Regions from separate parts of the Gasterosteus aculeatus genome. Here region 2 is linked to region 1. The links are chromatin contacts, called in public Hi-C maps. All regions are on one chromosome and are shown on one strand. The core of a region is the stretch at or near the end of the contact, and the rest is flanking DNA. Distances in the headings are between cores, read along the strand shown.

Evidence for each region. A called contact is a pair of places that touch in the nucleus more often than the background predicts.
Region 2: a Hi-C map of skeletal muscle shows a contact between it and region 1, with 4 times the contacts expected there. The contact joins the enhancer-like site here to the promoter of cpsf6 in region 1. A contact is called at or near these places in 2 of 6 Hi-C or Micro-C datasets (both in skeletal muscle).

The regions. Positions count from the first base shown.
Region 1 is chr4:30,461,248-30,468,154 of fGasAcu3.hap1.1, reverse strand. cpsf6 (cleavage and polyadenylation specific factor 6) reads left to right here and starts at 2,662. Exons shown (of 11, transcript XM_040175016.2): 1 at 2,662-2,855; 2 at 4,139-4,348; 3 at 4,529-4,632; 4 at 4,752-4,897; 5 at 5,258-5,431; 6 at 6,572-6,679. The coding sequence starts at 2,796. cacna2d4a (calcium channel, voltage-dependent, alpha 2/delta subunit 4a) reads left to right here. Exons shown (of 39, transcript XM_078100295.1): 38 at 1-2; 39 at 164-1,574. The coding sequence ends at 256.
Region 2 is chr4:30,496,986-30,503,892 of fGasAcu3.hap1.1, reverse strand. The region is part of intron 27 of cacna2d4a (calcium channel, voltage-dependent, alpha 2/delta subunit 4a); the gene reads left to right. The region is part of intron 2 of lrtm2a (leucine rich repeat transmembrane protein 2a); the gene reads right to left. Among protein-coding and RNA genes, the nearest start is that of lrtm2a, 10 kb to the right of the region's middle. Within about 2 kb of position 2,457, at least 2 of the 9 cell types and tissues checked have open chromatin away from gene starts, as enhancers often do.

The sequences.
Region 1 (6,907 bases), core at 1,413-3,912:
AGGTCAGCCGCTAATGATCCATCCCATTCGCTTTTTTTATCATTACTATACTGGTTCTGTGGACCAAACAGTGTACACTCCTAGTAATACAATCTTAGCGTGTACTGTATATCTGCTCTCTTATTTAACTCAATTGCACTTTACGTTTTTTTTCCCTCTGCAGGAGAACGCCAATGACTGTGGAGGAGCTTCTGTTATATCTCTCTCTGCCTCTGTCTTTCTCACCTGCCTCTTCTTTGCCAAATGTGTCTCCTGATGATGGACAACTTTGCATATAAAGGAGGGCATTGGAATGATTCCAGAGATGTGTTTGGACACTGGACACCTCAAGTGGATTTCTTGTTTGTTTTTTTAAACTAATGTTGCACATTTTGCTCATGGCATTTTTGCTCCACGGATGGACCCATGATGGGGGGGGGACGGGGGGTTTCTCATTTCCCAAATCCCACAGAACTTGAAATTGCAAACACACACATGCATATTATATATGCAGCTGCAAGCATGTAACACTCTTGTCACCCTGAGTGCTACGTCTACCTATCGAAAACGCATTTCTAGCCATTAAATAAGAGAAGGGCTGCGGCAACATATGGTAAACATTGTGGTGTAACACCAGTTTTGCTGCTGAAAGTTTGTGTTTTACAAGGGTGTTTGCAATATCAGTTTCTGTAACTCTTCTGGAAATCTCAAGGGGGTGATGGCTCGGTACCAAGAAAGAACTGGAGTTGATACAAATGATAATTATAAAATCGGAATGGAAAGCCCCTTCACCATCTTATTTTTTACTTGGATTGCATCCAGGCATGTTGTTTTTGTGACATTTCTTTTATTTTTAAGTCTGCCTTTCTGTCTTTATCAGCTGTGTCTTTCTGTGTGTCTGTATGTTCTGTATGTTGTCATGCTTGGCTGGACAACACTGTGGAAACAGAATGTAGGTCTACAATCAAATTGGATAACACATGAAGGTTGATCCGACCAGGTTGGTTAAAATAGTTTTTTGTTGATTTATAATAACGCAATTACATAGTTTCAAAGAAAAGCAAGTACAAATACAATTCCCGCAAAAAGTCGCAGTGCCAAAACGTTTTTTCCTGAAAATCATTTTTATGGCGGTGACACAAGATTGCTGTGTGGAAAGAGGTCCCATAATTGCCATGTAAATTAACAGTGTAAATCTGATTGAATGGGGTATTTTTGTATTGTTTGTTTTTCATATTTTGAACATAAGCATTTCATTGTGTTTTGGGTTGTGAGTGTCCCTTTGGCTTTTTAAATATTTCTGAATCATCTTGCAAAGCATGTCTTTACGTTAAGCCTATGATGACAAAATTGCCTGTTTATGTCAAAGACTCAGATACATAATGTTTGTCAGTGTGCATCATTACAGGATGTTGTGTTTTGCTGAGATTATCTGGATAATTTTAATACTTTGTCTCGTATTTATTCATTATTTTCACTGTACAATATCCTGTATATTGTACGGTTAACATGTGACCAAGTTATATGTATGTTTGCTGACTGAAGTCTGGATTTGATCAACTAAATTAAATGATCTACATGGATTTTGTACTGTATTTGTTGTCAGTGAGTATTCTGTTGTTTGTCAAGGATTCATTTCATTGCACACATTAGTAAAGACTAAAACAGAGAATCAGTCAAGGAATTACACCAAAACTCAAATGAGATGTACAGCATAATTTATATCCTGAATCAAGAGGATTCTCAAAGCTTTATTCTAGAAAGAAAGAATCTCAATCCAAAGAACATCAGTCAATTACACTAAACACCAGACATTTTTCAATAATTAAACCTTTGTAGAATTCAATTAAGAATTGAATGTGCGCCTTGTAAAAGGTGCTTGGATGTATTGGTATTGTGACAGGAATAATGCAAAGATAAGAAATCCTATCTGCAACTGCAAAACATCTTTATGGGATGCCGTTGTGGTGGTGGAGAGGTTTAAGGATGCCTCCTGGGTGCCTCCATAGGGAGGTGTTCCAGGCACGGCCAGCTGGGAAGAGGCCCCCGGGGAAGACCAGGTGGAGAAATGATATCTCTACACTGGCCTGAGAACGCCTTAGGATCCCCCAGTCAGAGATGTGGTACATGTGGCCCCGGTAAAGGGAAGTTTGGGGTCCCCTGTTGGAGCTGTTGCCCTCGCGACCCGACCCCGGATAAGTGGTCCAAGACGAATGGATGTTGTGCAATGCTTCATGGAAAAAGTATATGTTGCGTGGCGGTCACTTGTCTTAACTGTATTTCCTTCCACTGGAATTATGACTAGCAATGTACTCCTACTGTATTTATACATCAGGTTTTATTTTTAATTTCCAGATGCTACCACAGACTGCAAATGACAAATGACTCATCTGGAGCAGCATCCTGTATCTTAGCCTACACTCTCAGATTTCTGCATTCAAAGGTGTTTCCTTTCATCTTGACAGGAAGTCAGAAACAATGCACGTGCAAAATAGACAAATGCATCAATGTTATGGGATTGATAGGCACGATTTAGAAAAGGATTACGTGGTCAAGTCAAAAAGGAAATTCAAGTTTACTTCATGAAAAACAAATGTTGAGGTATGAGGTAAATAAAAATAATACGAAAAACTAAATTATATTTATATATATAAATGTATTTTTTTTAGGGGGGGTCTCGCTATTTCCTATTGGCACGTTTTGGCCTCCTCGTATCGACCAGCAGAGGCGCTGTTGGTGCCGCTCGCCGTCTCATTGTTTTGCGGCTCAGCGTCGCTCTGCACCGCCGGGCGGAGAGAGCGACGGGTCGGAGGAAAATGGCGGACGGTGTGGATCACATCGATATCTACGCCGACGTAGAGGAGGAATTCAACCAGGTAATAAACACTTATTCACCACACGTCGACGACTGGCGTTTTTATGTTTTTATGTTTGTTTCTGTTTTCCGTCGTTGCTCGTGTTTTTCGGAGAGCGGTGTGTCCCGCTGAGAGGAAAAAGGACTTTCCCTCGCTCGCAGGCCCGTTTCACCATGATGCCAGCCTGCATCCTCGGTTATATTTTACCCGGCTCGAAATGTGCCGCTCGGTCGACGTTTAGGGCGCCGTATTGTGCGAAGTGGTAGTTTGCATGCACGGCGCAAATTGAAACATTTGTTTCGGTGGAAGCAAAACTCAACCATTTTTTGTTGTTGTTTGGCTATGCGGGTTTCAGGCCTTTTGCATCGCTTGCCCGTGGCGGGCTATCGAGCACAACAAACCTGACGTTAGTTACGGTAGCTAGCTGGTGTTAGCTGCCTTCCTCTTACAAACGCCAGCTAACCATCGTTTATAAGTTTATTTTCTAGTCGTTTGTGTTTTAAGTTCAATAAAACTCTTAATTACAACTAACTCTAATATGGTTGGCTATGGAACTTCCATTGTACGACTTGGAGACGTATTTTAACCCATGCTAACCGTACATTACGGATTGTTAGCTTAATGCGACTTTAGCATGTAACGTTATGAGTCTGCAGAGTTTGTTTTTCTTCCTCCACACACGCCCCTTTTACTAATAACACGACGTAGCTATATTTACAAAAATCTCGGGTGCAGACCATTTGTTGTTTGACTATTTAGAGGCAACGTATTGTTTTCTTAGTTTTGGTAACGTTAGTTTAGGTTTAGGTAAGACGTCTTGTGGATTTACTGTAATGTGACCACACGATCTAAACAAGTATTTGTTATAACGTTTATCATTTCATTTGTTTGTCTAAACAGTAAACCCCCCTTCAAGTTATTGTGAGATTTACACTCGTCTAACTATATTATGCTGCAATTATATTTTGCATTGTTGAACTTGTCAAACCCAGTGAATAAAGGTGGAAAAATAATCACTATTTCTCCATCTGGGTTGATATTGTCCTTGAGAGAAATCATCATCTGGATTTTCTGTACCACAAGCAATCATGTAACGTTTAAAAGTAGAGAAATCTGCTCACAGTCGGGGCAAATTTATAAATGCACCTAACTTTTGAGATTCAATGCAATGTCTAAGGAAGCAAGCAGACCAACGAATGCTTCCGCAAAAGAATCTTGCAGCTCCAAAGTGATTTGCTTTTGCCAATTCTATAATAGTTGTTTAAAAAAGTTTCACACTAAATTATTTCCGTGATGCTCAACAGGAATCGGACTATGCGGTCCATGAACAGATCGACCTTTACGATGATGTAATATCCCCATCAGCCAACAATGGCGATGCTCCAGAAGACCGCGACTACCTGGACACGCTGCCTACTGCAGGGGGCTCCGATGGAGGGAAGAGTTCCCAACCTAACGTTGTCTACACCTACACAGGCAAAAGGATTGCCCTGTACATAGGGAACCTCACATGGGTTGGTATCTTGAGAATTTGGCTCAGGCATTCTATAGCACAATTTTCTTTAAATTTAAAGACATTTAGGACAGTCCTGTAAACAATGATATTCCGAGTTATGCAACTTTTGTGTAACAAATATCAAATTAAGCAAGTCCGTACGAATGTACTTCTGATGATGCATTCTTCTGTTATGCAGTGGACGACAGACGAGGACCTGACCGAAGCAATCCGGTCGGTGGGCATCTCCGATGTGCTGGAGATCAAATTCTTTGAAAACAGAGCCAATGGCCAGTCGAAAGGGTGGGAGGTTTAATCCGTTTTTTGACATGATTAAACTAAATCCTAACCTGTTGTAGATCATTCCCTCTACAAAAACAATGTTCAATTATTTGTGTATGTTCTCTGCATTCATTTTACAGGTTTGCGCTGGTGTGTGTGGGGTCCGAGGCGTCATCTAGGAAATTAATGGAGTTGCTGTCAAAGCGGGAGCTCCATGGTCAGAATCCCATTGTCACAGCGTGCAACAAACAGTCTCTCAGCCAGTTTGAGATGCAGTCACGCAAAAGTAAGTGGGATAAATACACATTTTGGATCTGCATATTTTAAAAGCACTCAATAGTTTGTAATTGAACTTGCATGCTTGTTACCTGGCTGATTTGAAGAGGTCATGTCAAATATATTTGCAAATGTTTTTACACATCAGTTTGTCCACTAAATGCAATTGCACCGCATCAAAATGAAAATTGATTAAATTTAGTTCCTGTGCATATGAATGAGTTCCCTTATTGCAAATTAGAAGAAACCTTTATTTCCCCGGTACGCTGGACATACAAGGAAATTGTCATGGATGTCTTCTTGTTCAACACTGATGCATTTGTTCCATCTTATCTGGAAAGCTGAGCTATTTTTTCCTCATCTTTCTCAGGTACCCAGTCAGGCCAGATGTCTGGGGAAGGTAAAGCTGGGCCCCCTGGGGCTGGCCTTCGGGGGGGATTCCCCATGGGTCGAGGCAGGGGCAGGTTCCCTGGACCACCCGGCCCTGGTGGAGAGCGCTTCCCTGGTCCCGTTGGGCCTGGAGGGCCGCCGCCCCACTTCCCTGGTTAGTTTGGTAACGAGTGTTTATGCCAGTGTGGTATGGTAGGGACAAATCTGCCCTCGTTCACTTTGTTGAAAAATAATATATATATATTTTTTATATATATTTGTTTTATTTATATCTATTCATATTTAAGGCAGACATCAAATGAAAGGTTTATTGATCGTAAATTATCAACAGTTTATGCTAGAGCCTGTCTTATTTTAAACTATATTATTTAATTAATATCAAATGTTTTTGGGGCTTTACTTAAATCAATTATAGTAGTGTAGAAGGTGTATATATAAATAGAGTAGTCTTGTTCTACCAAACACAGTGAGTTCGTAATAGAAAATGTGTGTGTTATCGTGTCTCTAAAGGTGATCCAGCTGAATTATCTTGCTGAAACGGATGCAATTCATTTCCAGTTCATGCGTAGATGTATTGGGGATCACATAGTTAGCTCACTGCAAACGCTGCTAAAGGTGGTCTTACTCTGTCCACTCTTTAGATAATGACATTTTTATTATATAGCGGTGCAATACATTAAAATAATCACCATAGTGTAACAAGTAAATTTACCTAATTAGAAGAATACTGCTCTGTCTGGCAGTGCTGCTTTGTAAACACAGAAACTCTTTTCTACTACTCCCGGACCGCATGCAACCAAAGCTCGTCCATTGTCGTGTGTGTGTTTCTTGGGAGAAATCTTTGAACCATTAAATCTCCCCTGGCAGGAATTTGTCATTGCACGTTTCCCTCCCCGTCTGGTTTGTTCTTTCGTTGTCTGTGCACCTACTTTTGAACAAATATGACTTTCCTGGCTGCAATTTTCTGCTCACTGGCATCTATCAACACCATTGCTTGAGAAGCAGCTTGCTCACAGCTTTACTCGGCAAGCTACCAGACTTAAATTCCTTTTCAATCTCGGATTAGCTGTGTTACACATATAGTAAGACAGACTGGAGCTGCAAGTGTTTCTCTTTTTCTCCCATTTTTGCGCCTTTTCCTCCCCAACTTTTTTTTCCCCCTCTCTCTCCTCCATCTCTTCTTTCGCTTAGTGGCTGATGCCCCGCGCTGCTGGGCTGTGACAGGCCTTCGGTTAGTAGTTAGCGACGTTTATGAAGGGAATAGTTGTGATTGGTTTGCTTTCTTCCCCATTAGGCCCGGGCATGAGACCAGATCTGATTAGACACCAAGATGGCCCTCTGATGGATATGAGTTTCAATCCCTTCCCGCCGGGGGGCAGGAACGGGAGCTGGCGTGGCAGAGGTGAAACACCTCGATTAATCTGATTGAATTTATCAATCACCTTTTTATCTTAACCCACAGAGGTTTATTGCAGTTCTACCATTAAAAAACGCTGCATTTTGCACTTTCTTAATCCCTCAATTTACCCAAAATATGAATGGCTCCACATAAGGCCGAACTAAAACATTTTAGATATTTACACTTTTTTTTTTTTCATGCTTTCATTATATCTAGTGAATAATACATACA
Region 2 (6,907 bases), core at 1,208-3,707, 36 kb before region 1:
GACTCCACAGACGGCTTGCTCAGCATGAAGAATGGAGGAAATGACGAGCTTCATATGCCGTTTTAACCAAGCTGCATGAATTGACTTTCTTGAATCTTCAAGGAAGTAAACGTGGAAGTAAAGAGCCATTGCTCTGAACGCTGTCAGTTGAATTCATGTCCCTAATAAAGTAAAGTGTTTTTGTGTGCATATTCAGAGTTATTATGTGCTTTCATTGTCAACAGCAAATAATTGTCTGACTTTGTGTCGTTGCTTCGTATTTGAAAGTTTCCACGTGCAGTAGAAAGGTAATTACATAGAACGAATCAAAACGACATTGTGCAGCTCTGTGAATACACGTCAGAAGTATCAGAACATAAAGACTTTGGCCTTGTAACAGAGATCTGCGTGTGAACCGTGAATGTCTGTTATCCCCTCTGCTCCGTCCGGCAGTATAATCCTAATCTCTGGGAAAAAATGAACGCCACTTCATAAATGGATGATAAAGGGGTGATTCTGAAGCATCCTGTCCCAAGTGGGGACACTTCTGTCACTGCGCCGTCTCAGGAACAATCTGCAGGGATTCCGCTGCAGAGTAGCCGTGAATTCCTCCGTTTGAAAATGGTGCAGTGGTTTCGTGAGATTTGGGATAACGATGTCACTCAGAGGGAGAAGGGAGCTGGTGGGAGGGGTTGGGGGGGGGGCATATAATGTCCGATTCCAGACTGTGGTCACCTCTACGCAGCTTCTATATCTCTCCGTCTCCTATGCAGGCTCTGTTTTGTTACAGGTGTTCTTTATATCCGCTGATTCTTCTGCCTCTCGCGCCCCACCGCAACCCCCCTCTCCCCTCATTTCCCTCTGTTATTGAACATCGTGACCCCCCCTCTCACTCACATATCTTTTTTGCTTCCCTCGTTTTGGTTCATTTGAGTTGCTCTCTGTCCTCATGCTGTTATGCTGCACACAGCCTGAAGACGAAGGAAGACATTTGGCCACAGTCGGAGGAAGATAGAGGGGGGGGGGGGGGTTCTGTCCAGATAAGTTTGAGGGGCTCTCTGCGTATTAATTTAGACTTCCGACTGGATATTTTCTAAGAAGGCCCAAACACATTCCACAAAAGTGCTGACTTTTTTTGGAGGCAAATGTAATCAGGCAGGGATGGGAAACAAACTGAGGCGGGGCATTAAAATGCAACACCATCTCCCTGTTTGATTGAAGCAAGGGTGCCGAGGCAACTCTGACAGCGGTCTCTGTCTGACAGACAGTTGTGGGAAATGTCCCCCTCCACCAGAAACACTGATCGGCATTTGTTTTGGAATTACATTGCAGAAGGTTAAGGCAATTTTTTTGTCTTCATCCCATATGAATATAATGATTGCGGCTTTTCTTTAAGGTTCATTTTCTGTGATTGCCAAATACGAAGATCGTTCCACCCTTTTAAAAGTTCTCTTTTTCATATAGGCACAGGTCAGAGGTGATCCCTTTGAAACTTTCTGCCTGTTTAATTTCTCTTTGTACACATTTGCAGGATCATAATCTTAAAAAAATGTTCTTTTTACTGGTTGTCACATTCACACACGCATATATAAAAACAAACAAAGAGTCATATGACTCCAGTAAATGTTTGTGATGTTTCACAGCGTCTCCTAGGTAACACTGCTTAACACCTCCGGGGCCTCAGCTGTCTGTAAGTTTATATGCAGCGGCCCCAGGGTGACACTGGACCCAGCGATGATGTCATCTCCACAGGCACCTCGGTTACTGAGCACAGTCGCATGTTACCAGGGGCCAAGCTGTTTTCCGTGCAGGCGACAGACTCTGGGCTCTCTTATTACCAGAGCGACCAGCTGTCCTCTCTGCAACCGAATCGCCGGCCTGTGTTTGTTCACACTTCGATGCCTCGTCCTCTGCGTAGAGGTCTGAGCCAAAGTGCTTGGAATCGACTCCAATAGATGTCAGATAAATCACCGGCTCGCCTAAACTTACGTGTGGATAAAGACCACTCAACTTAAATTGTGATGAGGATTTTTCACTACTTAGTCTTTAGCTGCAGCGTCAATCAACAGCCAAGCAACTCAGTCAAGCAACTCAGTCAACTTTTAGCATATTTTAAGGGCATCAAGGGCGTTATAATTCAAACGATTGGTCCTCCTCAAGGTCAGTCGCACCAATAACGATGGTATAATGATGACAGCATATATATTATATTATATTATTGTTATCATTACGATGATGACAATTAGTATTTCATTGTATGTTAAAGTTAAATATTGTCTGCGAGGATCCATTTTGTTTTCGTCCGATGAGACGCCTGACATCTTGTCACATCTGAGGTTCAATCACACCTCAATGGGGTCATTTTTCTGAGGCTGTTGCAGGTCTGATCTGTAAATCGAGACGTCACTTGGTTTAGCGGATGGAAATTAGCCAGCCAGAGTGTGCGTGTGCTCCCCTTGAGTGTGTGTGTGTGTGTGTGTGTGTGTGTGTTTGAATGCCTTCTTTCACTATTCAGCCCATCGTCCCACTCAATGCAGCGCTGTTCTGTCTAGGGCTTTATCAAAGACGTACGAAAGAATACACAAAAGTCACACACGTATAACATCACTGTCTCAGGAGTGTCACCAAGTTGTTTCAACGTTGACACGGTGACGCTGTGTTACCGCAGCAACCGAGCGCATACGGACGACGGGGAAAAGAAGAGAGAGGAGCAAGTTACCTGCCTGACTCTCGGGCACTTAAACGCTTAGTCACACACAGAAAGTGACGCTCGCTCGCGCACGCTCAAACGGGGTGCAGGGATGCAGGCTGCACACCTGCTGGAGTGTGACGAGAAGAGGAGGGATTCTAGTAGTTCTTTCAAATCTTGTTTTTAGCCTCCAGTATTTCTCTCTCTTTTCTGTCTTTTTCACCCCTCTGTTTAACTCTCTCAGTGTCCTTTTCTCTCCCACCTACTCCCTCTCTGTCCCCCTCATCCATTTCTCTCCTGAAGAATTTCGCCTCGCTGGGACAGAATCATTATTTTTACTTGGAGGGGCGAGTGGGTAAAGATGTAGGCCGAGCTGCCTCTGTAATTCATGCTCATCTGTATCAATTTGTTGTGACTACACTGCACGCACACCCGCGAACAAACACATACACACACAAAGCATGGCCCACGGGAGAGACATTTGCTTTTGTGATAGTGGCTTTTAATTAGCAGGAGTGACAGGGTAAAACAGAGAGAGGGGGAGATAAAGGGATACAAACAAACGAGAAACAAGTGATGCAAAGCAAATTATGGGTGAAGCACAATTTCGAGGCCAGTTTCAGCGCCATGTTTTCACTGCACCACCATCTTTGTCACATCTTTAATGGACGCGACATCGCTTTCTACTGTCCACTCCGACTGGGCCCCGGTTGGAGGCTCGATGCAAATTAAGGATGCTTGGCTTTTGACACACATCCGCAGTAGAATACATTTCGCCTTGGATGACGAGTCTTAATGCATGACCACTCGTTCATGAGAAGGGAAGGATTGACGGGTGGCGTTGGTCCAAAGAGCACGGACACACACATCTAAGCAATTTTCATTTGATGTGCTATAGATAGACAGATAGATGGATAGATATAACCCTCATCTGGTTAATTGGATGACCTTTTCAAAGGCTTGTGAAGTGTTTACCAATCGAGCTCATCTCAAATTGCTTATCCAGGACATTTTCTCTGATTACCTGGTGGGTCAAGCGCTATTTCTTTATCAGAAATAAGCCCTGTTATCTTTTCAGCCTCATGCTGGATCCACGCTGGACTTGTGTAATACTGCATTGGAAGTGTTGAAGTGGAGTGGTGCTGTTTGTGGTACAGAGGATTATCCAAATCCGTCCCTCCCAATGTCCTTTGAAAGTAAGCCAGTACTGTGTGTGTGTGTGTGTGTGTTTCATCCGGCAAATTCCTGTTGCACCTGTACCGAACTAAACTTTGTTCAAAGAGGAGGACAAAATACACCTGCTTGCAGACACGCAGCTTTCTGCAGGCATTGTGTCCAGCTGGAGCTAGTTCAAGGTCGCCTCAGCCATAGAAATCTTCCGGTTCCTAGATGACGCTGGTAGCCGAACTGGTAGCCGAGCTGGCATCCACACGACAAACGTCAACTCCTAAAACAAACCGCTAGGACATCAGCGGCCCGTGTAGATGGTACTAGTTGGTACTGTGTTGTGTGATCAATGCTATAAACTGTTGCAGAGCAGAGGACAGAAAGATGGTGGGGAATGATTAGACTAAAAATTGCGTGTTGTCCTTCAGGGGAGGAACCTTGAGGTTGACTCGGGAATCAACGTGAGCCTTCTCCGAATAACTTCCAATTACATTAAAATGGCTATTGATTACACGGTAGAATTTTCCAGATGCTTTGGGTGGTTTGCCAACAAGCTTTCATTCCAGTTTCTATTTAACTCTGAGTCTCATGTATCACTAAGGGATCAGGCTCCGCTCCAAGCCTAATGCTTCACATACATTCAGACACACACACACACACACACACTTTGTCACACTGCTGTGGCTTCATGCCAACACCCACGACCAGAGGGGCAGAAAGTTCCTCCAGCTACTAACCGCCCGGTGATGACTTTGGGTTGGTACCTTCTCACAGCTGATGCATCCGACCAATCTAACGTGTATCTCCACTCTGACTCGCTCACAAGCGTGACGCTATATCACCTCAGTCACTGCAGGGCAATGAGTACGAGAGGTTGCAATGCTAAGTATCATGGCTCTATTGCGCTTCGAGGGTTTTGGTCTCAGTCAGTGCGTTAGGGTCTGCAGTGATAGACAAAGCCTCCCTCCTCTCTGTCACCCTGTTGAGTATGCGGTGAGTTAATCTGGCGGGTCCATCAAGGTGCATAAACACCTACGCAGGCACAGTGCGACCAGACGTGCCACAGAGTGTGTTTATGTGTGAATAGGAAAAGAAAATAGCATGTAGATGGTATTAACCACCAACTAATATGAAAATCACTTCACTAGTAATAATGTATTTCAAACAATACATTATGTTCTTTTGAGTTTGTATCCTAACGGTTGAAATGCACTTATTGTAAGTCGCTTTGGATAAAAGCGTCAGCTAAATGACATGTAATGTAATAATTATGCAACAACCTTTGATGGAAATACATTCACAGTATTTATCATTTGGAACTTTCTTTCTTTTTACTCTGAGGCACATTGGGTTTGAACACTCTAATATATTCACAAAGCAACCTCCACAACCTTTCAGAAAGGCATTATCACCTCTGTCTCGTGTAGGTCACAGCGTTTTATCTTAGTTTTACAACCATTAGTTGAAAATATGACCCACGCAGCTTAAACAGAAAAAATCCGAGAACTGATGATGAAAGGATACCTTTGATTTTTTCTTTTCAACACTGAATGGAAAGCACCTTTTGTGTTCCCTGTGCCTGTCAAATTCTAAATGAACGTCATCCTCATAAGAGGAAAATGCATCCTTGATGATTGGAACTCATTCTCTGCACTGTATTAATCTGACATATTCGTTGGTTTTGATTTGATGGAATGCCTTCTGCGCTCCACTCCGAAGCATCTTGCAGTGATTCATGCGTTTCTGTGCGAGTGTGTGTATTAGTGAGGACTTTGAGGAATAATAACAGAGATCAGAGAGCTAGGAGTAGTGAGACAAATAGAGGGACAGTACAAAGCAAAGGACAGAGTACGAGAAAACCTTTGTGGCGACAAAATTCTGCAGTATTGATTATGCACATTTTGTGTCAAAAAAGAATATTGAATTCCACTAAGTGCAAGAGACAGTTTTGGCAATATAGCCTAACATTCATGCCAAGAACGTAATTGCATGGAAGAGATGGAACATTTTGAATGACTGGAAGAGAAAAGGATTCAGCAATACTCTTAATACAAGAATTATGTGAACAAAACGTAATGAAATTAACGGAGAGATGGAAACTGAGTGAGGTAATGCAGTCTCACTGATGCACGAAAGGTTGAGGACAAGTTAAGAGAGAAAGGAAGCGAGCTGAGTTGGTGCGATAGAGATGGAGGGAGAACCAAGAGAACCAGAGGGCGGTGTGTCCATCGGCGTATACGTAGGTGCCGTGTGCGAGTGTGGAGGGTCTGACAGCCCTTTTTAGTGTCTCCAGTGTGACGCGGTGGGTTGCGACGGCGCGTTGGCCCGTTGACACCTCTGGAGCAACAATGCCTCCCCAACATGAAGACAAAGATCCCTGTTTTTGTGGTCTATGTTTTCTTTTCTTTTCCTGCAAAGAGCATTTGTTCATGTATGCACGCTTGTGTCATATTAGATGTACAAAGAATGCAGAAAGGAGCATTCGTGTTTGCGTATTAACTGAGGAAGTGTGGAATCTCACAGAGAGCCGGATCCATTCACTCCATTGTCTAATCCACACCACACACACACACACACACACACACATGCACTCAGCTGTCGTATCTGTTGCTATGCCACCCGACTTCCGACAGATTTTTGTACCGAGCGTATCCGGGGTATAGGAAAGGAAGAGACAGGAATAGTGGGGGGAATAGAGGAAAGGCGGAAAGAAAAAGCGAGGTGAGAATTGTGAGAAAAAGATGAGGGTCGAGAAGAGATAAACGTAGGAGGGCAAATAGTGTAAAATGGTTAGGAAAACAAGAAAAGGGCTGTTAAATAACCTGCACGCCTCTCGCCCATCATCCTCTCCCTGCGCCGCTCGGATTCCACAGACTGCCGTGATAATACACACAGTGATGTGGCATTTCACCGGGGGACTTGGCACGTGGCCTTAAGTGTGCTCAATGCCCTCGCCCTTTGCGCCTGCCCGCCCGGGGCATGCTAACATTAGCTGCTGTCACAACAGACAGTTGCCCCCCTCCCCCCTCCTCCCCCCTTTCATGTGCCGTTAAGACTACAAAAGATGGGAAT